6 separate regions of the Mus musculus genome follow, and all the other regions are linked to region 1. The links are chromatin contacts, called in public promoter capture Hi-C maps. All regions are on one chromosome and are shown on one strand. The core of a region is the stretch at or near the end of the contact, and the rest is flanking DNA. Distances in the headings are between cores, read along the strand shown.

Evidence for each region. Promoter capture Hi-C pulls out the DNA fragments that hold promoters and counts their contacts. Capture Hi-C pulls out chosen DNA fragments and counts their contacts.
Region 2: a promoter capture Hi-C map of hippocampal neurons shows a contact between it and region 1, with 4 times the contacts expected there. The contact joins the promoter of Tll1 here to the promoter of Ddx60 in region 1. A contact is called at or near these places in 3 of 39 promoter capture datasets (cranial neural crest, embryonic stem cells and hippocampal neurons) and 2 of 115 datasets of contacts at active chromatin or transcription factors (astrocytes and embryonic forebrain).
Region 3: a contact with region 1 is called in a promoter capture Hi-C map of embryonic stem cells, with 9 times the contacts expected there. The contact joins the promoter of Cpe here to the promoter of Ddx60 in region 1. A contact is called at or near these places in 2 of 39 promoter capture datasets (embryonic stem cells and liver).
Region 4: a contact with region 1 is called in a promoter capture Hi-C map of adipose tissue, with 2.6 times the contacts expected there. The contact joins the promoter of Msmo1 here to the promoter of Ddx60 in region 1. A contact is called at or near these places in 2 of 39 promoter capture datasets (embryonic stem cells and liver), 2 of 484 Hi-C or Micro-C datasets (CD4 T cells and muscle stem cells), 2 of 115 datasets of contacts at active chromatin or transcription factors (bone marrow-derived dendritic cells and large pre-B cells) and 1 of 9 other capture datasets (adipose tissue).
Region 5: a promoter capture Hi-C map of pre-B cells shows a contact between it and region 1. The contact joins the promoter of Klhl2 here to the promoter of Ddx60 in region 1. A contact is called at or near these places in 3 of 39 promoter capture datasets (the C10 cell line, liver and pre-B cells) and 1 of 9 other capture datasets (adipose tissue).
Region 6: a promoter capture Hi-C map of hippocampal neurons shows a contact between it and region 1, with 9 times the contacts expected there. The contact joins the promoter of Sgo2b here to the promoter of Ddx60 in region 1. A contact is called at or near these places in 3 of 39 promoter capture datasets (the 3T3-L1 cell line, hippocampal neurons and liver).

The regions. Positions count from the first base shown.
Region 1 is chr8:61,926,748-61,929,657 of GRCm38.p6, reverse strand. Ddx60 (DExD/H box helicase 60) reads right to left here and starts at 1,571. Exons shown (of 38, transcript NM_001293783.1): 1 at 1,382-1,571.
Region 2 is chr8:64,204,658-64,207,357 of GRCm38.p6, reverse strand. Tll1 (tolloid-like) reads left to right here and starts at 1,350. Exons shown (of 21, transcript NM_009390.3): 1 at 1,350-2,143. The coding sequence starts at 1,975.
Region 3 is chr8:64,691,677-64,694,376 of GRCm38.p6, reverse strand. It overlaps Cpe (carboxypeptidase E), which reads left to right and starts at 1,268. Exons shown (of 9, transcript NM_013494.4): 1 at 1,268-1,734. The coding sequence starts at 1,428.
Region 4 is chr8:64,732,312-64,735,100 of GRCm38.p6, reverse strand. It overlaps Msmo1 (methylsterol monoxygenase 1), which reads left to right and starts at 1,523. Exons shown (of 6, transcript NM_025436.3): 1 at 1,523-1,593.
Region 5 is chr8:64,848,474-64,851,173 of GRCm38.p6, reverse strand. Klhl2 (kelch-like 2, Mayven) reads left to right here and starts at 1,250. Exons shown (of 15, transcript NM_178633.3): 1 at 1,250-1,541. The coding sequence starts at 1,516.
Region 6 is chr8:63,950,893-63,953,742 of GRCm38.p6, reverse strand. It overlaps Sgo2b (shugoshin 2B), which reads left to right and starts at 1,573. Exons shown (of 8, transcript NM_001195687.1): 1 at 1,573-1,805.

The DNA of each region.
Region 1 (2,910 bases), core at 322-2,821:
ACAGCACAAGGGATCCAACCACGCTGGACTCCTAGTATATTTGCACTCAAATGCATATTCCCACACATCAACAAACACACACACTTAAAAAGTGAATCTAAAAGCTATTTACTGATTTCTCATTCTTTTACTCACTATGAAAAGAAATTACAAGAATTGTCACAAAATCCTGCAAAACATGATAGACCTGATACATACACATACATGTGTATATATGAATATGTGTATATGTGTATATGTATATGCATATATGTATATATGTATGTATGTATGTACGTATGTACGTATGTATGTATGTATATATGTATGTATGTATATATGTATATATATATGCATATATGTATATACGTATATATATGTTGGGCGTCCTGACACCCTTATTACCAGGACAGTCTCTCTGGTAATGAGGCATGTTAGTTAATTGAGAAAGCCTCCTATATCCTTGGAAAGTACAGCCACCTGTGAGAAGTGACCTGAAGTGTGACAATGGAAGGTATCAGACTCTGAGTTACCCTTAATCAACAACTTGCAAGAAATCAGAGAATTCCAGACTTCTTACTGACCTCAAGGAACCAAAATGAGCACCCAGAACCTGGCTCCGCCCTGGCAGACATCTTGAGTTCTATGCTGGGCTTTGCAAAAAGCACTTAGCCTGTGCCTAAACAGAATCTGTAAAATAAAACACCTATTGTGTTTAAAGCAACTCAGTTTGTGCTGATTTGTGATGAGGAAACAGAAAATCAATCCCTGCTCCTTACACATGAATACATTAAATCTCAGATGACTCAAACAGGGAGACTGAGGCAGCGGGATACTCCAAGTTGGCCCAACCTGGGTTCCATGGGGAGTACCAGGAAGCCCAGGGAGACTGCTAGGGCTAGCATACGAAGAGATTGGGTGGGGGGATGCATTTCTGCAGTAAAGCATAACTTGTCTTAGCCACTGCAATTTCAGGGCAACTACAATTCATCTGGGTTTTTCTTCACATTCTGCTTCTAGCTCTGGAAGCCTGAAGTAGGGCCCCGATTCGATTCGGCACCTAGGAGAAAAACTATTGGTGGGGATGTTCAACATTTATTGGCTGTGCACACACCCCAATGCCCCTACTTATTGATCCCTATCCCAGCTACCCGTTTACAAAGGATCCTCAAGAGACTGAGTCAGGCATCTTTTTCCCTGCCACTCACCACTCAGACCTCTTCCCTCTGTGGTCCACCGAGTACTGGCCACTGGGGTAGGTGGGTCTGTGCTCCACTGCCCATTGAAAGCTACCTCCTAGTGCTGTCCCCTCAGCTCCGCTCCAGCTCCTCTTTTGGGATACTCTGACCTAGGCACGCCCTACAATCCCCTGGCGAGCCCAGAAGCAACCCCCTGGCCTCACCGGGAAGCCCAGACCGGGAACCTGGACCTGCTACGTGCAGAGAACCGCTGGTCTGCGCAGCAGGTATTGAGCGCGCTGGTCCGCGCTGCAGGTAACAAGCAAGCACACAGTCGACCACAGGAGACCTAAGACCAATCGCTAGCTCCAAAAAGTGGCAACTTGTGAGTCTCTCAGGCCGCCTTTTATAAGTGAAGGATAGTTTCGGTTTCTCTTCTGCTCCCAGAAGCTTTAAGTTTCGGTTTCCATTCATCACTAATCAAAGAGCATTTGGTGAATGCAGCTTTGCGCATCCTTTGGTAAAGTTAGTACTGTTAAGGTAGGAAAACCAGAGGCTTTGGGATTCTTGAGGTAAGGAGGAGGATTTGACAGGGAAATCTGGAGACATCTAAGCAAGGCAACATTGGAGAGGCTGTAGCAGCAGAACTCCGGGCGCTGTGCCAATTGCTCCTACTGTGCTAACGACAGCAGGAGGACAAAGCCTCAACAAAGCCCAGACACCTCTACCTTTTCAGGTAGTATTTTAAAGGTAGGTAGGAATTTGAGATTACATGAGTCTATTATTGAAGCCTGTGATTAATCCATTTGGGATCTTCTTTAGCCGAATGGCACTACTAAACAAGCTGAAAATGGAGCCTACTTTTATCTCAGCCTTAATAACTTTTCTTTCCTTTGATTTTGTTTGATTTGGTTTGGCTTGGTTTTTTACCTGTCAATACCTGAAATTTGGGTTTGAAAGCTGGCTTGCTTAGTATCCTATGCTTGCTGAACTTTAGGAAGGCTCTAAATATGACAATTCTATTTTCAATATTGGAATTCTAGAAAGTGGGGGACTCTTGCATTTGGGTGACCGTGACAACAATGGGACCAAAAGCTATTTTGTCAGGCACTGGCAGAACTCTCATCCATGGGGAAAGAGCAACAGAATGCAATGTGTTGAGATAACTTGAGAAACATCCATTGTTTTGAAGGCCATTAAGAATGGACCCTTCCCTCATGGTCAGCTTTTGACCTAGCCCCTGTTTCCTTGGTAACAGTAAGAAAAGGTCCCACCCTTTCTGTCCTCCTTTACATTAAAATACTACCTGAAAAGGTAGAGGTGTCTGGGCTTTGTTGAGGCTTTGTCCTCCTGGGTGAGAAAATGTCACCCTTTCCTGTTCCCTCCAATTTAAGTCAGCGACCTAATTCCTTGAGACTGTGGTAACTGTGGTAATAGATACTGCACGCATAGCCTAAACCAAGGAGCATGATATAAGTGGATTATCTCAGGTGGGCCCAAAATAATCATAAGCAGGTTCTTAATGTGGTGACAGAGGCAGAAATTCAGGCTGGTAATTTGATTACATATGTAGTCTTCTAGCAAGACTCTATGAAGATGATGGAAAACCACAAACCAAGGAATGAAATTGAAATAATCTACTCCAGGTTACAAATCTCCATGCTTATTAAGCCAACTGTGAGCACTGTGAGTTCTTTACACAGCCAGCTGACCAAGAGTAAGCTGGCACCTCAGGAGAGCTCTCGGTGGAGAA
Region 2 (2,700 bases), core at 101-2,600, 2.3 Mb before region 1:
ATCAAGAAACTCCAACTTTGCCAAGCGAGAAACAATCACCTCCAGTCTACCTCCTACCCTTTTCCTTCAAGTAGAAAACAGTATGTTGTCCAGATTATCTGCTTGCTTTTCTGCAGCAAGTATAGAGTAGTCGCATCTCCAAGCCAAAGGTGGTTTTTTCCTATCCTAAGAGAGACAGATAGGCAAAGACAGACAGACAGACAGACAGACAGACAGACAGACAGACAGAGGATTCCGATATTCATGGCTCCCTGGCTCCTTACTTTTGCCTAAATGGCTACTTGGAATAGAGATGGGTTCCTCTAATAAAGATACAAAGGCACCAGAAGACAGTCCCTGCTAAAGTGACAGTAAAAGATATTGTTAGAAAAGGAAAGCTCTCAGCTCTCTGGGCTCCCGGAAGCTTGGGGGTGGGGGAAGTCGTCTCACCTATTTTGGAAACTACTTACAGATGTGGGGAAACCTCGGAATTGCTCACACCAGGGGCTTTTTTGCAGAGATTTCCTCTGATTTTTTTTTCCCTTCCCCAATTTCCCACAACCTGTGTTTGTCTTGAGTCTGCTAGGCTGAGGAGTGGTTTACCTCTCTGATCCAGCTGCCGGCTCTTACACCCTGTCCTAGGGAGGAAATCAAACAAGTGAAGCCGAAGGGTACTAGGAGGCGCTGGGCATGGGCGCCAGAACTGTCAGAAAATTTGCGAGGCGAGTATTCCAACTTCCCTTCCTGCGCCCACGTGAGCCCTAGCTCCAGCCCATCAGCGAGGGCTTAGCGTTTCCTGCTGGTGCGATCTGGAACTCGATTTTTTTTAAAAAAAATTAATTTCTCTAGTTCTTAGTAAAACTTTGTTGGTTAGGAGACTGCCTTTGCACAGATGCCTGTTTTCTTACCCAAACAGAGAAAGGTCAGATACTTTTCCTTCCACTCTTGAGGTAGGAAGGTTAAACAGCAGCAAGGGAAAGAAACACACATCGCCTATTTATCTGGGGGTGGGGTGGGGGCAAGATAGAGAGATTTGCAGCGAAGTTGTCACGATCCCTCGCGCCACCCCCGGTCTGGCGCTCTGCACTGACACGTACCTCATCTATTAATTGCTGTTCGTGGACGCAAATGCGGAATGCATTCGGTTTTTTATCTTTAGTAAAATAGAAATGGAAATGTCAGCGCGCTCGTGTCTGTTTGTTTGTATAAGGCTATCAAACGAAGTCAGAGAGGAGGCTGTGGCCCGGATCCTGACCCTGATTGTATGAATAAGTAAGCAGGATGCGAGTGATTGGGTTAGATGCTGCGAAGATTTTTTTTTTTTTCAAGTTAGGAAGAGGGTAAAAAGACAGCCTAGAGGGGGGGAAAGAGGCACTCCAAATCCTCACACCCCTTTGCTCTCCGGGCAGTCGGGAGCTTCCCTAGCTTCGGCAGGCTTTTAAGGTCTGGCGGCGTAGAAATGCCTATCCCCCACCCCCTTCCTCGGTCTCCCCTTTCAGTTCAGATGTGCTGATGTGCAGACCGGATTCATCTTCCCCGAGCAGCGGCGGTGGCAGCGGCGGGCGCAGGCGGCTGCAGCTCGCTCTCGGCCGCGGGGTCCTGACAGCGGCGGGGGCGCGGCGCGGGAGCCGGAGCTCCGGTGGCAGCTGAGCCCGCCGTGCGCCTCTCGCCGCGGCCGGTCGTGATCGCGGGAAGTTCGACCGCTGGAAGGACGACCTAGACCGAGCCGGGTTGGCTGCGGCTGCCCTGCGCCGAGCTCCTCACCTGCCTTCCGCCCACCCGCGGGCCCCCGGCCAAGTTCCCCAGCATCCGGGGGAGACAGGGAGACATTTGCCCTCTCTAGCGTCCTGAAGACATCCGCATGTCTCCGGACACCTGAACATTCAGGTCTTTCCGAGGAGCTTCCCAGTCGGGATAAGAACACTGTCCCTAGAGCCCCGCATATCCACGCGGCCCTCCGGGTCTGGTCCCCTCCTTTTCCTCTAGGGGAGGAGGATGGGTTTGCAAGCGCTCTCCCCGAGGATGCTCCTGTGGTTGGTGGTCTCGGGTATTGTTTTCTCCCGGGTGCTGTGGGTCTGCGCTGGCCTCGATTATGATTACACTTTTGATGGGAACGAAGAGGACAAAACGGAGCCTATAGATTACAAGGACCCGTGCAAAGCTGGTAAGTGCCTGTCTAAGTTGGGACTGTGGTGCGCTGCTGGGGACCAAGACGTTGGAATCTCCTTCAAGAGGCAATGAGAGCTCACCTGTTTCCTTCTCTCCTGCTCAGCCCCTCCATCGTTGCCCCTCCTCTCTCCCTCTCCTTTTTCCTCCCGGCTCTCCACCCTGCGCGGCGGCCCAAGTTCCCTGGAGTTCTGTGCTAGTAGGATCAGATGCCAAGCACTGGTCCCCCATCGCTTAAGGCAAACGTCCCGTCCTGTAGTTTCTGATCCCTCCCCCATCCCCTGTGAAATTAAACAAGTCATAAACACAGCTGGCTTCTGTGGGTTTTAAATGCCAGCACGCAGCGGGTTCAATGCACCAGGAAGGGACAAGACCTCCGCTGTTCCAGGACGAGGTTTCCCAGAGTTTGTTCATATCCGAGTAGGCAGAGTTTTCCAAAAGGTGGGTGGAGATGGCATCTCTGCCTCTGGACACTCCTTGTTTTACCAAGAGTTTAAGTGTGAGTTCCAGACCAGAAGGGTGTTGTGACAACCTTAAAAGAACTCAGTTGTAGAT
Region 3 (2,700 bases), core at 19-2,518, 2.8 Mb before region 1:
TTAGTTATAGCACTCTGGTTGGTTAGGATTTCTCAGGGGTGGGAATGGGGTGGGTGAGGTGTGGGCGGCCATGTCTGTCACAGGTCAGCTTTCGGAGACAGGGGGACTTCTGAGAGCCACAGAGGCCATATGACGACCTGTTGTCTTGCTAATATCACTTTCTAAGCAGCTGGACTCCCTTTGTCCTCTAGCTGCTCCTGAGACCAAGGAGTCAGTAGGAGAAGGCACTTCCACTGTTTCAAACTTCAGTTAAAACAACAACAACAACAACAAACCAACAACAAACCTAATGAAACTATTATAGACCTGGATTCCTTTCCTTTCCAGGTGACAGATTTATTCAGGACAGGGTATTATTAGACAGCAGAGAAAGAGGCATCCGAGGGAAAATGTCCCTCATGAAACATTCCCCAGCTGGTCTTCATTCAGTCTTTCTTTTTGGTGGTCATACTCAATGATCACGTGTTCAGATCCGTGCTGATGTTACACCCAAATGGCAACCTTTGTAGAGTAACATCTGCTGCAGATGTTGCTCCAAAAACACAAGCCCTGCCCAAGGGTGCTCATTTAAGCCCATGATTTTATCCGTTTGCAGTCACTTTGTGAAAGGGATGACAATATATATCATTTGTCTGTATCGGATTTTTCTCTATTTCAGGATTGAATCAGAATGCCAAACGAAATCCTTTGTCTAATTCATGAGCAGAGTCTTTTTTTTTTTTTCCAGGATATCACAGAAGATGAGTGGTATAGGTCCTGCTTGTAAAGGACACCGTCTTATCCCATTTCTTTTTTTTTTTTCCCCCTAGAAAGGTTTTGGAGTGTGTCTGAATACAATTAAATGCAGGATCTGTAAATTGGTAGAAAGCACCTTTAAATCAAAACACAGTGTTCTGGCTTCTAGCCAGACCTTGCTGTAGATGAAATCGCATCCCTTAAGTTTCCACTATTGCAGTGATGTCCAGGCAAGCAGCGGGTTGTTTCTTACCCCCACCCCGCATTCTGATGCATCTAGGTGGAAATCAAAAGGCCCTGTTAACAACCCAAGAATGTGTTTTCTACAAGGATGATCTTGGGTCGTGGTTCCCTCTCATTAACAATAGCCTTCCTAAGTCAAGGTCTTAGCTGTCATTCCACCTGCGTGGTCCCTGGCGCCATTTGGCTTTTGACGTGGGTCTGAACCAAGAAATAAACCCAACATCCCTGGCGGCTGCTTCGCCTGTGCCTAGCCTCCTGGCTCCCGCTCCCCGGGGCGGGTAGTGCAGCGCGCAGAGCCGTCGCGTCGCCGCTGTCCTCTGGGTGGCCCCAGAGCGCACCGTTCATTGAGCGGTGGAAGGTGAGGCGAGAGGAGGCTGGTGCTGAGCTCGCCAACTCCACCCGGGCCCGGGCAGACAAAAGAGGCCGGCAGTGCAGCTCGCGGGGACGCGATGGCCGGGCGCGGAGGACGGGTGCTGCTGGCGCTGTGTGCCGCGCTGGTGGCCGGCGGGTGGCTGCTGACGGCTGAAGCCCAGGAGCCCGGGGCGCCAGCGGCTGGCATGAGGCGCCGCCGGCGGCTCCAGCAAGAGGACGGCATCTCCTTCGAGTACCACCGCTATCCAGAGCTGCGCGAGGCGCTGGTGTCCGTATGGCTGCAGTGCACCGCCATCAGCAGAATCTACACAGTGGGGCGCAGCTTCGAGGGCCGGGAGCTCCTGGTCATCGAGCTGTCTGACAACCCCGGGGTCCATGAGCCGGGTAAGTGCTCTGCCCGCTGCAGGGGCTCCGGGGACGGGAAGAAGGAGAGGTGGGCCCCAAGTTGCTTCCCGGTGGAGGATGCCTGGATGGAAGGTGGAAAGTGGGAAGGAAACGAGCACCAGCCTCTCCCTATCGTTCGCATCTCCGACCCGTTTTTTTTTGTTTTTTTGTTTTTTTTTTTTTTTTTTTTGTGAACATAGGCTAGAGGGGGGCTGGAGGCACGGGGACAGGAATAACAGGCAAGCAAATCCCAGAGCTGAGTCCCCGGTGCTCACCGTCACAGATGGGTCAAACTCTAAACAGAATAAAATTGTGAGTTCTCAGGAAGGCAAACACCTTCCCCTCAGACACGAGTGAAAAATAAGGTGCAGAAGGAGAGGAGCCAGGAAGGAGGTCTCAGAGGAGCCAGGAAAGAGGCTTTTATCATTTGAGAATTTCCAAAGGACCAGCTTATTGGGTGCTGCAGCTCTTCCTACCTTCCTCTGTGTTTGTGTGAGCGTTAGGTGCACTCTCTGGGGATGCTGGCGAATTTTAAAAAGGATATTGATGATCTAGATGTCGTGTGGTGTGCATATATGTAGATCTTCCTACCAGGATAGAAAAAGATGGTTTCTAACAGGCATACAGATTCTGAAACCATGCATGGCCTTACTAAGGGAAAACAACAGTACCCCCCCACCCCCACCCCTCCCCGCGTGCTTTAACCACTCTGAGATGACTAGTTCACGATTGATCACGTTTTATCTCCTGCAGTCATCTTGTTAGGCATTTTCCGTCAGAGTATGTTCAAGCACGTTTTGATTTGTATTAAAGGCTTAGTATTAAAAAGATATTTTAAGCAATGTTTTGGGATCTTTTTTGGGTTATGTTTATGCTCTTCAGAAAGAATTTGGTCCTGGCCTTTCTGTTGGTAATGAAGGCCTGGTTAAAGCGCCGGAATCAGTATGGAATGCTTTTGATTTCTCG
Region 4 (2,789 bases), core at 274-2,773, 2.8 Mb before region 1:
ACCTGTGGAACTCAGCCCCCTAGAATGTTAAGCATAAACTCTACCCCTGAGCTGCCTTGCCAGGGCCTCAGCATACATGTGCCCCTCCCCCTAGCCTCTCTGAGCTTTGTTCTCAATCTGCAACACGGGAAATGCTGGCATCCCTCAGCTATTGCAGGATCTATATTGCACTAGTACCCTATGGTCCATGTGCAGAGATTTATTAAAAGATAGTTGCCAGGCTCAGTCAGCACAAGCCTGAGCGTATGAGGTTAACCCTCAGCAGCACAAAGCAGAAGGAAGCACAAACTCCCCTTGTGAACACACACTCACAGACAGACACTAAATGAGATAAAAAGAATAGAACTTTGAAAAAAGCTTCACTTATTAAAGTACGTGGGGGGCAAGATGGATGATCCAAGGCCTGAGGACTAGAGGTCAAGGCCGTCCTTAGGTTACGTATCCAGCTCAAAGGCCAGACTATAACTCGAGACCTGTCTTAAGGAAGATCGAAATCTAATACACAAAATTGTCCATTACATATAAATTGTCAGGTTACCTTAATATCATTTTCATATTTATGTCTCAAAAATATTATTAACATGAAAATTTAATTCCTAGTTTTATTAATCTGATTACAATAAATATTAGAAAGTGATTTTTTTAAAAACTCCAGGGTAGCCTAAAAAAAATCCAACTTACATCACTGATTTTGTTTTTATTATTTTATATTATTTGAAAATGTCATCCATCTATACAGTTTATCTTGACCATATTTTCCCCTCATTCCCCAACTATAACTCCCTCAAGCCCCATCATACCTATCTGTCTATCTCTCTGTCTCTCTAGCTTTCTGTGTCTCTGGCTCTGTGAGTGTAAGAAAAAGGATACATTAATAAATTTGAAGAATAAATTTAGTATGTAAAAATTAATTATTTATAATGGAATTCAAACTATTATAACTAAACTATATGATATGTGGACCAGTTTAAAGTGAAAATAAATGTAGTATTCATACTAGTATAAATAATAAGAAATAAGTGTCATTTTCAAAAAAAAAAGAAAGATCGAAATCCAGAATAAACTACAGGAAAGCAAGACCAAAAACTCAAATCAGTCTTTAAAACATATATACCACTTTTTTCCCCGGGTTCTGGATGAAGCCAAGCCAATGTGAGTAGCAAGATGCTACAACCCAGCGCACCCACAGCACTGGGCGCCTAGGAACCCACCGCTTGGTTGCCAAGGCGACGCCGGGTCCGCGCGGCTGCCCCGCCCCGTCACGCCGTCACGCGCTCGCGCGGCGCCCCGCCTCCAGCTGCGCTGCCGCGCGGACGACTGGCTGGCCGCGCGGGTCTCACTATTCTCACTCCATCCGCGCAGCCAATGACTGGCGCCGCTAGGGCTTCGTTGACTTGAGTCACACGCTGCCGGGCCTTAGCACGGACCAATCACTGCACGGCGAAGGCAGGGCGGGAGTGGGGCGGACCAATTACGACAGGCGAGCCGGGGCCCGGCCTCCGGGCCCTGCCCCTGAGCCGGCAGAGGTAGTGAGGAGGCCGCTGCACCTGCCAGGACTTGCGCTTAGACCGCTGTCTGTCGCGGGGACGCCAGGTAAGGCGCTCTCTAGCCTGATCCGGGTGGAGGGCGACTGAGACGGGGACCAGCAGGGTGGTGTCCGGCTGAGGCCGGTAAGGATGCGGTGGGAAGAACCTGGGTGGGCTGTGCGAGACTCCAGGCAAGGAGCCTAGGTTCTCAAGTGATGCAACTGGAATGACAACACTTCCTGCCCTTTAAAGAGTTTGCAATCACCTGGAGTCTGGTTCATTGACTTGAGTCTTAAAAACTTTTTACAAAAACACCATCACCAAGTGGGGGAGTAGGGTGTGTTCTGTGTTTGTGGATCTAGGAAGCTGTCCCAGAGGTATTGTAGGATGTGGCTCCATGTGAGAGAGGGGTGCATGGACGAGAGGTCTGGGCTTCACATTAGGAGAATTACCCGCGCTTGAACCATGAAGGTTTAAACTTATGTTTAAATGGATCCTGACCCTGTGCCTAAGGCTTCTCTAAGCTGCAGTGCCGAAAGAGGGGCTGGGATCGTCAGCCAGGAGTTAAGTTATCCTACGAATACATTTTTTTTTTCATCCTTTTTATTTTTTGAAATCCGAGGATCTAGTCTACCTGATTCAGATCGAATTTCCAGGCAAGCAGGCTGCTCAAAACTGAAAAGGCAGGATATTCATTTCAGCAAAGCCTGCTTTCCCCTCTCCTGTCTGATCACTTTATCTGACACTTTGTTTAAAACTACATGCCCTGTTTTCCTCTCCTCATTACGGAGCGTGAACTTGAGGTAACTGAACGCTGTCTCAGCATTGTGTGGAAGTTGGGAGACTTAGTCGAGGATGCCGAGTTAGAGACTAGAACAGCTCTTTTGGAGGTGATGAAGTTTCTCAAGTTAGGCATTAAAGCGTGTTTGCGATGGGCACCTGAGGCACTGTAGGATGCATTCAAGTTTGATCCAGGCCAGCAGCCTTTTGGGTAATCAGAATCTAAATCAGGATAAGAGTTACAGATGATGGGTATCAACCAGCATTCCATGAGACTAGGAAAAATGTCAAATGGAGAAATGTCAAATCTTGATGGTTGCTGAGTGTGTGGGCGAACACTGGTAATCTCAGCAGGGTATCAGGAGTTCAAGGTCGTCCTTAGTTTCATAGTTTTAAGCCCAACTTAAGACACAGATCTTGAGACACAGAGAGACAGGCAGAGAGAGAGAGAGAGAGAGAGAGAGAGAGAGAGAGAGAGAGAGA
Region 5 (2,700 bases), core at 1-2,500, 2.9 Mb before region 1:
CAGAGCTTATTTCAACTAGTCTTGTGACTGTACATACGATCTACATGGGTCAACTTCCAAATTTAAGTTCACTCCGGACGCTACTTCTCCTGAAGCCTAATCCATCGGAATTCTTACTGAGCACTTTATCATCTAGAATCTGACCACTTCTTTCAATCCCTCTGACTCCAGTTCAGCCATCTTTCTTTTGTATTTTGGCTAGACTAAACTTGCCTGCTCCCTTCCCTCCGCGAGTGTATCACTTATACAACTAACGGTAACCATTTGGCCAGTAATGGTCTAGTACTGCCTCAGTTACAGTAAGTAGAGAGTCTCAGACCTTGCCTTCCTTCAAGCCTGGAATCCTGGCTCTACCCCGAGGGTGCCTAGACAGTAAGTTTGGAGTGGAACTGAAGAATTCCCATCTCTAAGTTCCCAGGTGTTTCTTCCGCTAGCAGGCATTGGTGGAGAATTCGGAACCCTCCTGCCTTTTCTCAATGTGACAGGCATCTTGCTGACAGGGATCTTCACTGATTTTGCCTTAGCCCTGGACATTCACCCACCCCTTGAGTGGTTCAAGGTTCATGTTAATTCATCTTTGTTTAACTGATACCCCAAGAGGCCTTCCGGACCGTTCCTCATCAAACAGCACGCCCTATCTCACCGCCGTTTCTTCTTCTTCCCAGTGGACATCCTGGGCTCATTGTTTCTCTTATCACGTCCAGATGGGCAGCTAGCTAAGCTAAACGACCCACGTTTGCTCAGTCACGTCCCCAAGCTCAGCCTAGCAGGTGCTCAACTCAGTTGTCCAAGGACCAGATTAGGAACACCCAGGAAAGACGCCCGCTAGCTTCGGGCTTGGGACACTGGTCAGGCCGATCTATCTCGTCTTGCCTCGGTTTCCCCCTTCGGAAAGGCAGTGAATGGTCTGCCCTCCCCCGCATCCCCACGGGGGTGGGGGAGGCACTCGGACGCCAAGACAAGGATGTGAACACACCGGTGAATCAGAGCAAGCGGTGCACCGGAGAGCACCCCTTCCGCGCGAGCCCTCCCCGCCTCCGAGCTCCCAGCCTCGGCCCCGGGTCTACTCCCTCCCCCGCGGGCGCGCGCTCGCCCGTCCGCCCGCCGCCTCCTCCTCCAGACGCCGCGGAGGAAGGGGCGGCGCCGAGGGAGGGGTCCCTCCGCCGCGGGAGGCCGCAGCGCCCGCCCGTCACGGCGCCGGCGCCGGCCGGGAGAACCCGGAAGTGGCCGAGCAGCACGCTCGCCCGCTCGCCTGTCCCGCCGCCGCCGCCGCCGCCGTCGCCGCCCGGCACTCGGGGGAGCGCGGGAGCCGCGCCAGGCACACGAGCGCGCGGGGCCGACGGGCCATGGCCGCGGGGGCCGCCGCCGCAGGTGGTGGCGCGCGGTGAGGAGCGCTGCGCCCCCTCGGGGCGGATGGAACGGGGCTGGGCGGGCGGACAGTGCCGGCGTCCGCGGCTGGTATGGTGCTGGCGGCGGCGGTCGCTGCCTGCGTTCTGAAGCCCGCGAGGAGCCACAATGGAGACGCCGCCACTGCCTCCCGCGTGAGTGAGCGGGCGCCCGGGCGCGCGGCGGAGGGCTGTACGGTTGCGGAGGGCGCGCGGCGCTGCGGAGGACACGCCGCGATCGCGGGGGGTGGCGGGCGAGGGGAGGCGCGGGGCGTGACGGGGCGCGGCGCCCGCAGTCCGGGGGGCGACCGCGGGACCGGACTCTGCCAGGCCGGCCGGCCGTGGGTAGGGGCTTCTTAGTCCCGGGGCGAATTGAACGTTCGGGATGGAGCTGTGCGTGGGGCTTGGCGGGGTGTGCGCGCGCGGGGAGTGGTGGTGGTGGTGGTGGTGGGCTACGATCGCCCTGTCGGTACCCCACCTCCCCCCTCCCCGGAATGCATGGGCTGCTGCTGCCCATCTCGCCTACCCCTTGCTAGTAGGGAGCGAGAGGAAACTGGAAAGTACCAGACGCCTGGAGTCTAAAATGAATGCAATCTGAGGTTGCTTGCTTCTTGGAATTTCTAATAAAATTAATATCCAAGGAGCTTTTACATCACTCCAAATGAGCTGCGGCCGTTTTAGGGCATGTGATCTCCTACCTGGCACTGCAGAAAATCTTTTATCCAGAAATCAGAGCATCTCTCGTTCCCTTGGTACCCGGGGCACGTTGGTAGTGTTACCGACCTGTTAGGCACAGGTGTCTTTTTTCCTTGGTGCCCAAGTGCATTCAAGATCACCTGCAACAAAATTACTTTCTAGAAATAAGAGCTTTAAAGAAAAAAATCATGTGGAAGATGTTATTCTGTACAAGGATTTTTGTTTTTTGAAAAAGTGGCCTGTAAATCTTCGGGAGTTTGAACGTTTCGTCCTCCCCACCCCCACTCCCACCCCACGCCACCTTCATCAGTTTAACCTTTATGAAGGAGTACAGAGTCCTTTGGATCTGACTTTCAAACCGCAGACAAACCTCTCTCCAAAAAGGGTGAACCTTTTCATTCGATCTGATTCATGGAACCTTATCGGTTTTCAATGAGATTCGGCTAGCCAGTTTCCTTCTATCACCGTTGTCGTCACCAGCCTCTTGTGCCTATTTGGCAGGATTCCAGCTAAAATAAGGATATTTGGTTTGGGCTGAACATTTCTTTTTCTTGTTCTTTTTGTATTTTGTATTTTGAGTCCTTTTATGAGATCACATGGGATGATAGATCCACAGTTT
Region 6 (2,850 bases), core at 324-2,823, 2.0 Mb before region 1:
ATATTTTATCTTCTGACTTGCACCTATAATAAATTGTTAGTTACCTTTTTATAACCTTTGGTTAATTGTTTTACAACCTCTTGGAATGTACTCTGAGTAGGAGAAAATCTGGTTATCATCTAAGAGTAATTAAGTGGTGACACTTGGGAGACTGGCAGAGTTCTCATTGCACCTGTGACTATCAGAAAAGGACCTAATAGCAGTTCCATTATAAAAGAGCTTAATAATCACAGATATAATTTTAGGAATTCTTATAGGATCATTATTAAGACTTAAGTCATTTATTTTTCTACGTAGCATCACTATAAGCTAGTACATCTTAGTGAATCTGCAGAGATCTGCTCCAAAGGGCTGTGCTATTACTTACTGATTATTATGTATGTTTAATAATAACAGGAAAACATATTAATAGCAGGACTCTTTCCTAAAATGAGTCCCTTACAGCCTTGCTTAATAAGGGCTCACCTGTTGCAGATTATATAATAATCTGAAGCAGGCCATTTCAGGATGATCACCTGCTAGTATTTAGCTTGTCTCATTATGGCTTCTGACATCTCTTCCCTTTGAAATATAAATGAAGCGTATATATTTCCCTTAGAGCAGTCCTGATAGAAGACCCTAAGTGCTTGAAGATGGCTGGAAGAAGAAACAGAAGGAAAATAACTAATCCTATAATAATTCCCAAATTTAAAAGAGAATTCCATAAAGAAAAAAGTTTAATTTGTGTGTGTGTGTGTGTGCTTAAGAGAACTATAAAGCAAAATTGGACATCCAAATGTCAATGGTTCTTAAGGGCTAATCTTTGTAATTTTCTGGTCTTGTACGACTTTAACAAAAATCACTGTTTCTGCTTTTGTAAACAAAAGCTTGCTTTGTAGGAGTAACAAATGCTCATAACCTCTAAACTCCCTATTTGTATCTGTTTATTTATCTATTTATTTATATATTTTGGTTTTTCAAGACAGGGTTTCTCTGTATAGCCCTGGCTGTCCTGGAACTCACTCTGTAGACCAGGCTGGCTTCGAACTCAGAAATATGACTGCCTCTGCCTCCCAAGTGTGCCACCACTGCCTGGCTTCTATTTGTATTTTTAACATAATGGATTAGAGCAGTTTTTAAAAATCCTTTCTCAAAATTATATATATATATATATATATAATAAATATATACACACACACACACACACACATACATACATCACGATTGGAGGGCAAGGGTGCAGAAACCAGATTCAGACAAGTAATCTCACAGTGAGCAACACAAAGTCCTGAGAAGGTCTTGAGATGCCTGTCAACCCTTAGGGTGTCAGACTTATCCATGGCGTCGCCTTTTCTGTTAGAGCTGGTGGAGATGGCTATCACAGGTTCAGAGAGGCACTGAGAACCTTCTCCGGCAGCGGCAGCGGCAGCGGGTAGCATCCCGGCTCGGCTCAGGGAGCACCACTCAGAGCTTACAGGGCATCCCGCCTCTTACATCTTTCACCTATGTGCTGCCTTCTCTGAATCTGATTGGCTGGAGAGGCTACTGCTGTCTCCCGCTGAGTTTAAACCTGACTCCTAGGCTTCGGGAATTGTCGAGGTCCTCAGGCAAGTGTGGGCACCCACAGCTGAAGGGGTCGCCAGGCTGCGGGGATAGCGAGGCCTGCGGAGCCCGAACCCTTCTCAGCAGCTACTCCTGGCACCTCCTGCAGCGGCTTGGAGGGCCCGGACGCTGAGGCCGGACGCGGTGCTGGCTTTGGATCAGGGCGCTAACCTCTGTTCTGCCTTTGAGCTCCTAGCTGGGCAGACGGTCACAGTAGCTTTCAGGTCAGTATTGGGAGGGAAAGGGATCTAGGTCCCCGTGACCAGGTCTGAAAAGGCTGCTTGCGTGTAGATACGGATGCTATCTCCAGGCAGGGCCTCTGCCTAGCTTGTTTAGAACAGAACTAAAAGCTTGGCTCAGATCTGGGTATTGGGAGCTGACACTTAAGGAATAGAGAGGCGCTATAAGCTAGGGGATGGCATGGCGGGGGGGGGGGGGGGGTCCACGGGAGGGAGGAAAGGAGAGTTGTTCCATCAGGGTCTGTTTATTTCCCCGCCCTGGGAAGTGGGGTCAGAGGATAAGAAGAGGTCACAGCAGAAGATCTGCCACACAGCTGTGGATGAGTCTGGGGCATTTGAAGTAGGGAAATTTGAAGATCTGCAGTTAGCCTCCTTGCTTCTCTGCTCAGATTGCGAGGTGAAAACCAGCATTTAGCCTACCTACTTCCCTGCAGTTTTACGTTTTCCTTTGGGCAAAACTTCAGAAAAATTGAACTTTAATGTTGAAATGTTGGGAGGAAACTTCCTCCCTGTTGCAGAAATTCATCCCCCAAGCCATCTTCTGTCAATTGCTTGACACCTTTCTTTCCACATCTGCTTAATGCTTTCAAACATGACCATTTTAACATGGGGCAGATTGTTTTCTACTGAAAAGTCCTTTCATGTCTTCACATTTATTTACTTAATTTTACCTGTAATTCATTTTTTACACTCCATATTCTATTCCCCGCCCCTCCCCACCCTTCAACTGCTCCACATTCCACACCTCCTCCACACCCCACCCCACCCCATCTCCACGTGGATACCCCCACCCCAGCTGACCTCTAAACTCCCTGGGGCCTCCAGCCTCTTGAGGGTTAGGTGCATCATCTCTGAATGAACACAGACCTGGAAGTCCTCTACTGTATGTGTGTTGGGGGTCTCATATCAGCTGGTGTATGCTGCCTGGTTGGTGGTCCAGTGTTTGAGAGATCTCCAGGGTCCAGATTAATTGAGACTGCTGGTCCTCCTACAGGATCATCCTTCTCCTCAGCTTCTCCCAGCCTTTCCC